Regions from separate parts of the Ovis aries genome. Here region 2 is linked to region 1. The links are chromatin contacts, called in public Hi-C maps. All regions are on one chromosome and are shown on one strand. The core of a region is the stretch at or near the end of the contact, and the rest is flanking DNA. Distances in the headings are between cores, read along the strand shown.

Region 1 (5,837 bases), core at 246-2,745:
TTCTTTACATATTCTGGATATTAGCCCCTTATCAGATATATGGTTTATAAATATTTTTTCCCATTCTCTGAGTTGTCTTTTCACTCTCTTGATAATTTTCATTCTTATAAAGTCTCATTTACCTATTTTTCTTTTGTTCCCTGTTCTTTTGGTGTCATATCCAAGAACTCATCGTCAAATCTAAAGTCAGAAAGCTTTTCCTGTATGTTTCCTTTCCCTTTTTTTGGCCACACTGCATACCATGTGGGATCTTATTTTAGCTCCCTGACCAGGAATTGAACCCATGTCCCCAGTGAAAGCCCTCTGAACCACCAGAGAATTCCCTTTCTCTGTTTTCTTCTAAGAGTTGTGTAGTTTTAATATAAATTTAATTTAAAACTCCAGTACTTCGGCCACCTCATGCAAAGAATTGACTCATTGGAAAAGACTCTAATGCTGGGAGGGATTGGGGGCAGGAGGAAAAGGGGACGACAGAGGATGAGATGGCTGGATGGCATCACCGACTGATGGAAGTGAGTTTGAGTGAACTCCAGGAGTTGGTGATGGACAGGGAGGCCTGGCGTGCTTCGATTCATGGGGTCGCAAAGAGTCGGACACAATTGAGCAACTGAAATGAACTGAACTGAATTAATTTATTTATTTTACTGAGCCATGCAGCATGTGGGATCCTAGTTCCCCAAGCAGGCATCAAAACTCTGTCCCCTGCATTGGAATCATGGAATCTTAATCACTCACCCACCAGGGAAGTCCCAAGGCATTTTATTTTTAAACCTCAAATCGTTCTTAGGTTTTGTGAAAAAGAAAAAGAAAAAACCCTATAAAACACATTTAATTGTTTAGAACTTTGTGGCTGGAGCTTTAGCAAAACAGTTTGATTTTATAAAAATTCCAGGGGACTGCTCTGGCACTTTAGCAGGTAGGAATTCATGCTTCCACTGTAGGGGGCACAGGTTCAATCCATGGCTGGGGAACTACCATCCCACATTCTGTGCAGTGGAGTCAAAAATTTTAAATAATTTAAAAATTCTAAAGGAAAAAATTTCTAAAGAAATAAATGAAAATCATTTTAAAAAACTCTGCCTTTCAGCTAAAATAGGAAATACTGAAATGTGTTTTCTAAACCTGAAGTTTCCTTACAAAAGATTAGTATTTCAACAAGTCATAGGGAGGAGATGACATTAAAAAAAATAATAGTTAAGTAGGGGAAAACCTTCCAGAACCACATATTTCTGGTTTAGCTAGAGGTATCCCCACATTGGCTTTCCTCCCTTCTCTAAAGTTTAGACAGTGATGTTTCCTGGAAAGGAAATGAACAAAGTGATAGGTACATAGTGGCAATTCACCTTTTAAATGTCTTTCCTACACTAAGTACTATTATGCCTTACAACCAATTAAGGAAGAATTTCCCCCAATTATCAGGCTCTTTGGCTCTGGCTATTCCTGCTGCTTGTCCAGAAATGCTTTGCGTCTGAACAAGCCTGGCAAAACCTCCTCGCCTATGGATAATCATTAACCAGCATATCAAATCCCCATCATGTACAATCAGATGACGCTGACTTTCCCTTCCCAGAACTACAGCCGGAGAAAAACAGGGCAGAACAAGTTAAAAGCAAATTTAATTTATTCTGATTTTCTATAACTGGACAACTTGGGCTTTCTTTCCTCATTTCTCCCAAGAAATAGTCCAAATGATTACACAATTAGTTATCATGTCCCAAATTAATAACAAATTGATGAAAGGCAGCAAAATGAAACAAAAAGTCAATAATAAGCCAACACACATTTATTAGATTCAGCACTTATGATATGTTCAGCAATGATGCCAAAAATTTATATTTTGTTAGCTGAATTTGGCTCTAAACTTTCTACAGAGAAATTCAACTTCAATATCTCCTGCTTTAGATCTTGGCAAATATTTTATCAGCATGCTGAGAAAACAAACAGGATCTCCAGCCTCCAGCCTTCCTCTTTCTCCTTTGTGTTTTGTATGTTCAGTTCAGTTCAGTTCAGTTGCTCAGTCATGTCCAACTCTTTGCGACCCCATGAATCGCAGCACACCAGGCCTCCCTGTCCATCACCATCTCCCGGAGTTCACTCAGACTCATGTCCATCAAGTCTGTGATGCCATCCAGCCATCTCATCCTCGGTCGTCCCCTTCTCCTCCTGCCCCCAATCCCTCCCAGCATCAGAGTCTTTTCCAGTGAGTCAAATCTTCTCATGAGGTATCCAAAGTACTAGAGTTTCAGCTCTAGCATCATTCCTTTCAAAGAAATCCCAGGGCTGATCTCCTTCAGAATGGACTGGTTGGATCTCCTTGCAGTCCAAGGGAATCAAGAGTCTTCTCCAACACCACAGTGCAAAAGCATCAAAACTTCGGCTCTCAGCCTTCTTCACAGTCCAACTCTCACATCCATACATGACCACAGGAAAAACCATAGCCTTGACTAGATGGACCTTAGTCAGCAAAGTAATGTCTCTGCTTTTTAGTATGCTATCTAGGTTGGTCATAACTTTTCTTCCAAGGAGTGTCTTTTAATTTCATGGCTGCAGTCACCATCTGCAGTGATTTTGGAGCCCCCCAAAATAAAGTCTGACACTGTTTCCACTGTTTCCCCATCTATTTCCCATGAAGTGATGGGACCAGATGCCATGATCTTTGTTTTCTGAATGTTGAGCTTTAAGCCAACTTTTTCACTCTCCTCTTTCACTTTCATCAAGAGGCCTTTGAGTTCCTCTTCACTTTCTGCCATAAGGATGGTGTCATCTGCATATCTGAGGTTATTGATATTTCTCCTGGCAATCTTGATTCCAGCTTGTGTTTCTTCCAGTCCAGCGTTTCTCATGATATACTCTGCATAGAAGTTAAATAAGCAGGGTGACAATGTACAGCCTCGACGTACTCCTTTTCCTATTTCGAACCAGTCTGTTGTTCCATGTCCAGTTCTAACTGTTGCTTCCTGACCTGCATACAGATTTCTCAAGAGGCAGTTCAGGTGGTCTGGTATTCCCATCTCTTTCAGAATTTTCCACAGTTTATCGTGATCCACTCAGTCAAAGGCTTTGGCATAGTCAATAAAGCAGAAATAGATGTTTTTCTGGAACTCTCTTGCTTTTTCCATGATCCAGCAGATGTTGGCAGTTTGATCTCTGGTTCCTCTGCCTTTTCTAAAACCAGCTTGAACATCAGGGAGTTCACAGGTCACATATTGCTGAAGCCTGGCTTGGAGAATTTTGAGCATTACTTTACCAGCATGTGAGATGAGTGCAATTGTGTGGTAGTTTGACCATTCTTTTGCATTGCCTTTCTTTGGGATTGGAATGAAAACTGACCTTTTCCAGTCCTGTGGCCACTGCTGAGTTTTCCAATTTGCTGGCATATTGAGTGCAGCACTTTCACAACATCATCTTTCAGGATTTGAAACAGCTCAACTGGAATTCCATCACCTCCACTAGCTTTGTTCGTAGTGATGCTTTCTAAGGCCCACTTGACTTCACTTTCCAAGATGTCTGGCTCTAGATTAGTGATCACATCATCATGATTATCTGGGTTGTAAAGATCTTTTTTGTACAGTTCTTCTGTGTATTCTTGCCACCTCTTCTTAATATCTTCTGCTTCTGTTAGGTCCAAACCATTTCTGTCCTTTATCGAGCCCATCTTTGCATGAAATGTTCCCTTGGTATCTCTAATTTTCTTGAAGAGATCTCTAGTTGTTACTCTCTGCTTAAAGAGCAAGCAGGCCAGATTCTTGACCTGCTCCTGCTCTAAACTTCACCGGCTCTGTAGTTGGTGGGCAGTTAGGAAGAAGTATGAGTTCCAGGTATTGGATCAAATGCTTAATTAATAGTGGCATCAGGATTAAAATATTTGGAATTGCCCAGAAAACAGCTGTGGGTGGCTGAAGCACCAACCTTCTGAATTCTGAGTCATCTTCGTGGAATGGAATACAGCATAAATATGTTCACACCCACTGAATTTATCTCAACCTCTGGAAATTATCTTGAACCAAACAGGAATCTCATTGCATTGGCCCTCAGGCTTACCCTCCTGGAGGAAAAATAACCTCTCTCTGTGGGAAGAATTTGACATATTTGCCAAGAACTCTGAACCATCAGGAAACTTTAAAGAAAATTTCATGTGAGGAAGTGGAGGTGGGATGAATTGGGAGATTGGGATTGACATATGTACACTGCTGCTGCTGCTGCTAAGTCGCTTCAGTCGTGTCCGACTCTGTGCGACCCCATAAACGGCAGCCCACCAGGCTCCTCCGTCCCTGGGATTCTCCAGGCAAGAACACTGGAGTGGGTTGCCATTTCCTTCTCCAATGCATGAAAGTGAAAAGTGAAAGGGAAGTCACTCAGTCGTGTCCTACTCTTAGCGACCCCATGGACTGCAGCCCACCAGGCTCTTCCGTCCGTAGGATTTTCCAGGCAAGAGTGCTGGACTGGGGTGCCATTGCTTTCTCCGATATGTACGCTACGATGTATAAAATAGAACCTACTGTATAGCAGAGAGCTCTACTCAATGCTCTAGAGTGACCTAAATGGGAAGGAAATACAAAAAAAGAGGAGATACATGTTTATGTATAACTGATTCTCTTTGCTGTACAGCAGAAACTAACACAATATTATAAAGCAGCTATACTCCGATAAAAATTTAAATAACCAAAAAAATGCATGAAAAATAAATAAAAGAACAGTTCATGTTTCTGTAAGTGTTTTCTATCATATGAAAGCTTTTGCTGAGGGCTATCTTAAAGTCTTCTTCAACTGTCCAGCTTTATTGCAAACAGATACTTTTTTTTTTTTTTTAGTTTAGTTTATTTTTGGCTGTCCTGGGTCTTCATCGCTGCAGGGCTTTCCTCTAGTTGGGCAAGCGGGGGCTACTCTCTAGCTATGGTGCTTGGGTCTCTCACTGCGGTGGCCTCGCTTGGGGAGCACAGGATCCAGGGCACAAGGGCATCAGGAGTTGCGGCTCCCGAGCTCTAGAGCACAAGCTCAGTAGTTGTGGCGAATGAACTTAGTTGCTACATGGCATGATTGAACCTGTATCTCCTACATTGGCAGGTGGATTCTTTACCAGTGAGCCACCAGGGAAGCCCCTAAGACATGTCTCAATAAGGAACTGAGATACTGGCAGCTGGTGCTGGTAGCTAAACACTGCTCCATTATTTATGCACATAAATCGACTCTGAACTTTCCACAGCCCTTTGCTCTTGTGATATCATCCTTCTACCATTATATTTATGGTCTGACTCCCAGTAATATAACTTCACTTGTGCTCAAGGAATCAAATGCATTATAATATTAATATGAGTAAAATTACATTAATAGTAAAAACATTGAAAGTAAAATGTTTGCATACCTATCATTATTAAATTGTTTCCTCCACTGAGTTGATTGTTAATGTAAATATATATATATATACATATATATACACTTAACAACCATTATTATTGGTTTTTACCCTTAGTTTAGCATTAATGTCTCAGGCTTAAGAGTTATTTGAAGGAAAAAAGTGTATGTGTATGTGTGTTTGTGTGTGTGTGTGTGGTGAGCGTGGGCAGAGGTTGAACAGATCAATGAGATTACATAGATAATCAATAGTAGAACCAGGACTGGAGTATATATTCTTCCTTCAATTTGCTCCTTGACACAGACAAAAAGTAATCAAAGTAACCCATTACCCAGAGTAAAATAAAACCAAACTCTCTAGGCAAAGAGCATTTACTATTCCCCACTGCTGATTTTTTTCCCCCGGAACTCAACATCTTCCTCTGTCAATAATATACCATTTCTTTGCAGTTGAGAGTTGAGTCTAATTAGCTTTGCACAAGGTT
Region 2 (5,906 bases), core at 2,670-5,169, 51 kb after region 1:
GTTGAGGAAAGCATTGTTTTGAGCTGAGCAATGTGCTAGCTGTATAAAAATGTATAAAATAAAGTACCACAGGTTGAAAGTCTCCTGGGGGGTGGTGATAAGACTTATAAGATGAAAAGAGCTCCAGGTAGTAATTAATAGCTGAAAACATTTGCTTATTAGTACTCACAACTTAAGAACATAGTTTCACATACCATTTTCTAAGTTTAAAAAATATATTTCTAATTTTGTTCTTCTATTGGGATTTCCATTGGCTTCTTCTCCTCTTGAAGACAGCATTGGGACTTCCCTGGTGGTCCAGTGGCTAAGACCCTGAGCTCCCAATGCAGGGGCCTCAGGTTCAATCCCTGGTCAGGAAACTAGATCCCACATGCTGCAACTAAAGATCCTGTATGCCACAGCAAAGACCCAGAGCTGCCAAACAGAGAAAAACAAGATATTATCAAAAAAGAAAAAAGATAGCATTAACTCTGGGATGGTTCTTTGCTTTACTTCAGTTTTCTCATCCTTATGGTCCTACTCCCTGATCCTTCCAATTTCTTTTATGATCCAGTATGTCAATATCACCTCAACCAGATTTTGCCTTCTGAATTGATAGAGTGATTTTGCCTATTTCAATTTTCAAACTTCTAAAATATGTGGTTTCCGATGAAAACACTACAGATCTTGAGATTTCTAGGGTAGAAATGATCGCAGATTTTTTACCTTATCAGATTATGCGACCTGACTTCTGGTTAAGAAAATATGTTCATCTTATGGCCTCACTTCTTTAGTCACTGAAACCTTCAACTGACTTCTAGCTTTTCTGTTCTATATGTGCTGAATATATGCAGCTATATATATTACGTATTCTGTTACGTATATTCTTAAGTTACAGTTTCAAAGGTAAACTTATTGTCAAATCCAGTGTTCTTTTTTCCGCTCCTTCTGTTTTCCTGACCCTCTCTTCATTTCTATTCATTGGTCTTTCTTCTTAAAATATCTAGGATCCTGGAGACTAAGGTATTTAGTTCTCTTCCTATAATATATTTTTCTTTGTTTCCTTGTATGAGTCCTCTTTTGCCTCTCATCAGCCTCCTTCATTCAAAGTTTAAATGGTTTGCTTTCTTATAGGTTGCATAACACTCAAAATTCAGAAAACTAAGATCATGGCATCTGGTCTCATCACTTCATGGCAAATAGATGGGGAAACAGTGGAAACAGTGACAGACTATATTTTTTTGGGCTCCAAAATCACTGCAGATGGTGATTGCAGCCATGAAATTAAAAGACGCTTACTCCTTGGAAGAAAAGTTATGATCAACCTAGATAGCATATTAAAAAACCAAAACATTGCTTTGCCAAAAAAGTTCCATCTTGTCAAAGCTATGGTTTTTCCAGTAGTCATGTATGGATGTGAGAGTTGTACTATAAAGAAAGCTGAACGCCGAAGAATTGATGCTTTTGAACTGTGGTGTTGGAGAAGACTCTTGAGAGTCCCTTGCACTGCAAGGAGGTCCAACCAGTCCATTCTAAAGGAAATCAGTCCTGAATATTCATTGGATGGACTGATGCTGAAACTGAAACTCCAATACTCTGGCCTCCTGATGCGAAGAACTGACTCACTGGAAAAGTCCTTGATGCTGTGAAAGATTGAAGGCAGGAGGAGAAGGGGACGACAGAGGATGAGATGGTTGGATGGCATCACTGACTCAATGGACATGAGTCTGACTATACTCAGGGAGTTGGTGATGGACAGGGAGGCCTGGTGTGCTACAGTCTGTGGGGTCGCAGAGTCGGACATGACTGAGCAACAGAACTGAACCGAACTTCTTATGGCTTGAAGGAATCAGACAGATTTCAGGATATTTCCCTTGCATTTCCACTTTCACCTCTTACTTCTAGGACTCCTTCAGGTTGTAATTACTGCCATCCTCCAAGCCTTAGCTCAATTTACACCCTCCTCCTGAAGCTCGCCTTTATTGTTACTTAGTGTTAGATTCTTTTGAGACCCCATGATCTGTAACCTGCTAGGCTCCTTTGTCAATGGGATTTCCCAGGCAAGAATACTGTATTGGGTTACCATTTCCTTCTCCAGGGGATCTTCCCAACCCAGGAACTGAATCCACCTCTCCCGCATTGCAGGCAGATTCTTTACCCCTGAGCCACCTGGGAAGCTTGCCTTGCCCATAGCTACACACACACACCTCATACTGTCAACTATTTGTTCATGTCTCTTCCTGGTTACACTGCAAATCTTTGAGGATAAGGGCTGGACTTCAGGTTTTTTGGTTTATTTATTTGTTTGCTTGCAAGGGGAGGGTGAACATAATACTCAATAAATATTTGTTGATTGAAGAAAGTCACACTGTTTCACGGTTTCAATACTATACAACCAATATGTACATCTTTTTTAGGCATGCTTATTAATTTTTTTTCTTTTTTCCTTATTTCCTTATTGGTCTCTGGCCGTAACTGACACTTTTTGTTCTAAAGGCATGCTGTGCAATCTTTTTAGAAGTAAAAGATTAAAGGATGTCAAATGCAGGCATATAGGAGATAAGTGGAAATGGATATTTACAAGGTTGCCACTATCAGCCAGACACTGTGCTTTGCACTGTAAAGATTTCCTTCAACAGACTCAAGAAACTGAAACCCAGTAAGGTTAATTTAACCAAAGTCCCATACAAAATGAATGGCTGTGCTGAGTTTCAGAAAACCAGGTTTGCCCGGATGATTGTGAGACTTAAAATAACACAACTGTTTTAAAAGTCACTAGACAAGAGTTGGCATTCAACAAATGTTGCTGTCTGAGGATTGGGTTTGCTTCAATAGTAGGAGAAAAAAGTTGGCTGATTGTGTATATATATATATACATATTCTGGTTATCATGCAATTCACTTCTCCGCCTGACGTTCTAGTATCTATAACATGGCTCACAGAATATAGCTCAAAATATTATCTATAGCTCTTGAGGAAGAATTAAAGGTCCTTGACTATGCCTAATAACTACATTATTCAGTCTCCTTTGGCGGTTTTGTTTCTGGGTTTCTCACTTCTCTGATTAAACTTATTCTTTGACTAAAGTTTTCCCCAGACAAAAGGTAGGCAGAGGACATGGTTTCCGGGGTTCGGGGTGGGGGGCAAGGGCCATAGGGTTGTACTCCGTTTTAACGTCTGATTACAATAAGTCCTATGCTCTTCTTCATATTGCGGCTAGAAAAAAAAAAAACCAGCCAATATTTCAAATTATGACTATCCCGCCCTGCTCCCCATCAGGTAGCAATTTATATTTTCAAAACAGAAAAGTGTATTTAGAAAGTTGCCTTCAGCAAACAGAAACTAAAGGAACCCACTAATTGAATCCTGTAAAAGAATTTATTCTGTGCCTACTATTTTTTTTTTTCGATGAAGAAATGCTTCTAATTCATACAGAACTTTGCAAGGCAAACCGCAGGTCCTGTTTGCAGCTGGGTCTCTAAAGGTCGAAAGAAAGTGGGTTCTCTCTTTCTCTGTACTTTTGCACGTCTCTTTCGCGGTCTCTTTCAGGTCCCCCGAAGCCTGCCGTACTGCAAAAAAAAAAAAGAAAAATACAGTGCAAAGTGGGGCAGCCCAGGCTCACTTTGCCAATCAGCAAAACCTTTTTGAATCCATCGGAGGCGACAAACCACACAAAACTCCCGTCCCAGCTGCTTCGAACCTCAAGGCAGAGAAGTGACCGCAGCTCCGCCGCCTGTCTCCCTCATCCGCTCTGCGCACCTGGACGCGGGCGGCGTGAGAGCCCCGGCCGTGACGTCACCGCACCTGGCAGCAGCCCCAGCCCGGCGGTGAGTCTGAACGCACGGGGGCGGGGCAGGGCGGCCTGGGGATTCTCGCGAGATTTTCCTCCTCCCGGCCCTGCTCCCGGCACCTTCCCGGCCTCTGTCCCGGTCTCCACCTCACTTTTTGGCGTCGCGTTCGAGGACGACGGGCGCCGACGGAGCTGCCAGGGGCGGGCTCCGGGGCTGGGCTGGCGCTCTGCGTTGTAGCCGACGGCCAGGACGAACCAGCAGGTCCCGCCCCGTGGCAGGAGTGACCGGGGGTGGGAAAACCGCCGGCTGGGCGGGCGGGGGAGGGCCCTCCGGCCGCCACGAGTGAGGAGCCGCAGCCTCCGCCTGTTCCTTGCGGGCCGTGGGGACCGCACTGGCCGGGGCGCGCCGCGGGCGGATGGCGGCTCCTGCTTGTCCCGCCTGAGCTCAGCCGGGCTAGAGCCGAGGGGAGGGCCCGCCTCCTGCCGCCGGAGCGGCCGCGCGAGCAGCGGGAGGAGGAGGAGCAGCGGGCGCCGGGCTGCTCCCCGCCGGAGCCCCCAGCATGGGTAAGGGACTCGAGTGCGCTCCTCGCCATCCGCTCCGACCTTCCGGATTCGGGGAGGCGGCTCCCTTTCTCGATTTCGGCGGGGAGGGGTCGGGAGTGGGGGTGGGGGTCGGTCCCTGCGCTGCCAGACGGCCCGCTCCCTGTGTCCCCTCTCGCTCTGCCTTCCACCTGGCTCATCTCGCGGAGGAGCTGGTTGCGGGGCCCCAGGGTGCTTTTCCCGGCTCGTGCTTTTCTGCCACCTCTTTTCCTGGTCTCGGGAAAGGTGAGGGGATGGGTGGGGGGCGGTCCGATCACTTCGCCCCCCGCCCAGCTCCACTCAGCACCGAACTTCCCTCCTTACCCAGCCCCTTTGGTCCCAGATCCTGGTGGGATGGGGGAAGGATGATCGAAAAACTTGATCGCGTAGCACTTTCAACTTCTCTATCTTCTGCGAACCTTTTTAGAGATTGGCCTTTTAAAGCACTTTTTTGGTTAGTTAGAAAAGGCATTCTACCCCCGTCCCCCCCCCCCCCCCCCCAAGCCTGAAACTTTCAAGGGGTATCTCAAGGGCAGGAAAGCTTGAGTATTTGCTCCGTTTCTACCCAGGCAAGTGTGTTGGTACTTAAATATTAAATCTCTTCCTGAGAACTGGATTGGAGTTTAGTAGGATTTCTGCGTTGAACCCTTTGAGAAGCAGTTTCCTGTTTGGAGTTAGACTTCCTCGCTAGAAGGGGAGAAAAGTACAAGGCCTTATATGTTATTTACAGTGTGCTTTAAAGTTTTGTTTGGAGCTAGAGAAGGAATGTGTTGCAGTCTGGTGTGAAAGGGAGTTTTGTTGAGTAGTGTAACAATTATTTTGATAACAAAAGTTCGATGTGGGCTAGGCGCTATCTCCCGCAATCCTTTGAAAATGAAATAGCAGTTTAAAAGAGAACTTTAAAAAAAATCAAGCTGTGTCACCATAAGGCATATGCATGCTCTGTAAGAGTGATCCCAGCGTTGGTTCTGTAGTCAGAAGGACGCTCTCACTTTTTGCAGTTCAGGAAGGAGTTGGTACTGCTTCATCTCAACAAACTATTAACTGAAATTAATAATTCATGAGACTAACAAATGATTTAGAAGCAGGACAAACACAGGACTGCTGATGTGGCACCTACTGCCCACACATTGTCTTGTGGGAAATGCTTTAAGCATAGTGTTTATAGACAGTTGCAGTAGCTCTTATGTGTTTTCCTAGACTTTATACTTTTATAATGCCTCCCTTTTGCTTTCAGGTAACTTTTGTGCACAAAGGGCTGTTAAACTTAGAAACAGTAAAACCTTTGTTACTTGGGACTTTCCAGTGAATTTCTAATTGATTAGTTGCGCTTACTGGGTAATTAAGGGTTTATCCTTTAAGCTTCAAATTATAAAACCACTTTGAGTGCAGATCATACTAAAATTAAATGTGTAATTCTTTTCTGTTTTAAGTAGGATGTGAATATAATTAAATCTTTTGATGACCTAAGGTCATCATTTGTGACCTTCAGTTACTGTGGTTTGTTGAGTATCTATCTGTTGGATTGTATATAGGACTCCTGATCAGATTTCTTTGC

Evidence for each region. Hi-C and Micro-C count contacts between places; a contact is called where the count stands out from the background.
Region 2: a contact with region 1 is called in a Hi-C map of liver, with 3 times the contacts expected there. The contact joins the promoter of CD2AP here to the enhancer-like site in region 1. A contact is called at or near these places in 2 of 16 Hi-C or Micro-C datasets (liver and skin fibroblasts).

Annotation. Positions count from the first base shown.
Region 1 is chr20:20,485,181-20,491,017 of ARS-UI_Ramb_v3.0, forward strand. No RefSeq gene overlaps it. Among named protein-coding and RNA genes, the nearest start is that of CD2AP, 49 kb to the right of the region's middle. Within about 2 kb of position 1,496, at least 1 of the 54 cell types and tissues checked has an H3K27ac peak or open chromatin away from gene starts, as enhancers often do. A contact at or near this core is called in liver, where this site is marked.
Region 2 is chr20:20,533,656-20,539,561 of ARS-UI_Ramb_v3.0, forward strand. It overlaps CD2AP (CD2 associated protein), which reads left to right and starts at 3,920. Exons shown (of 18, transcript XM_060403681.1): 1 at 3,920-4,594. The coding sequence starts at 4,330.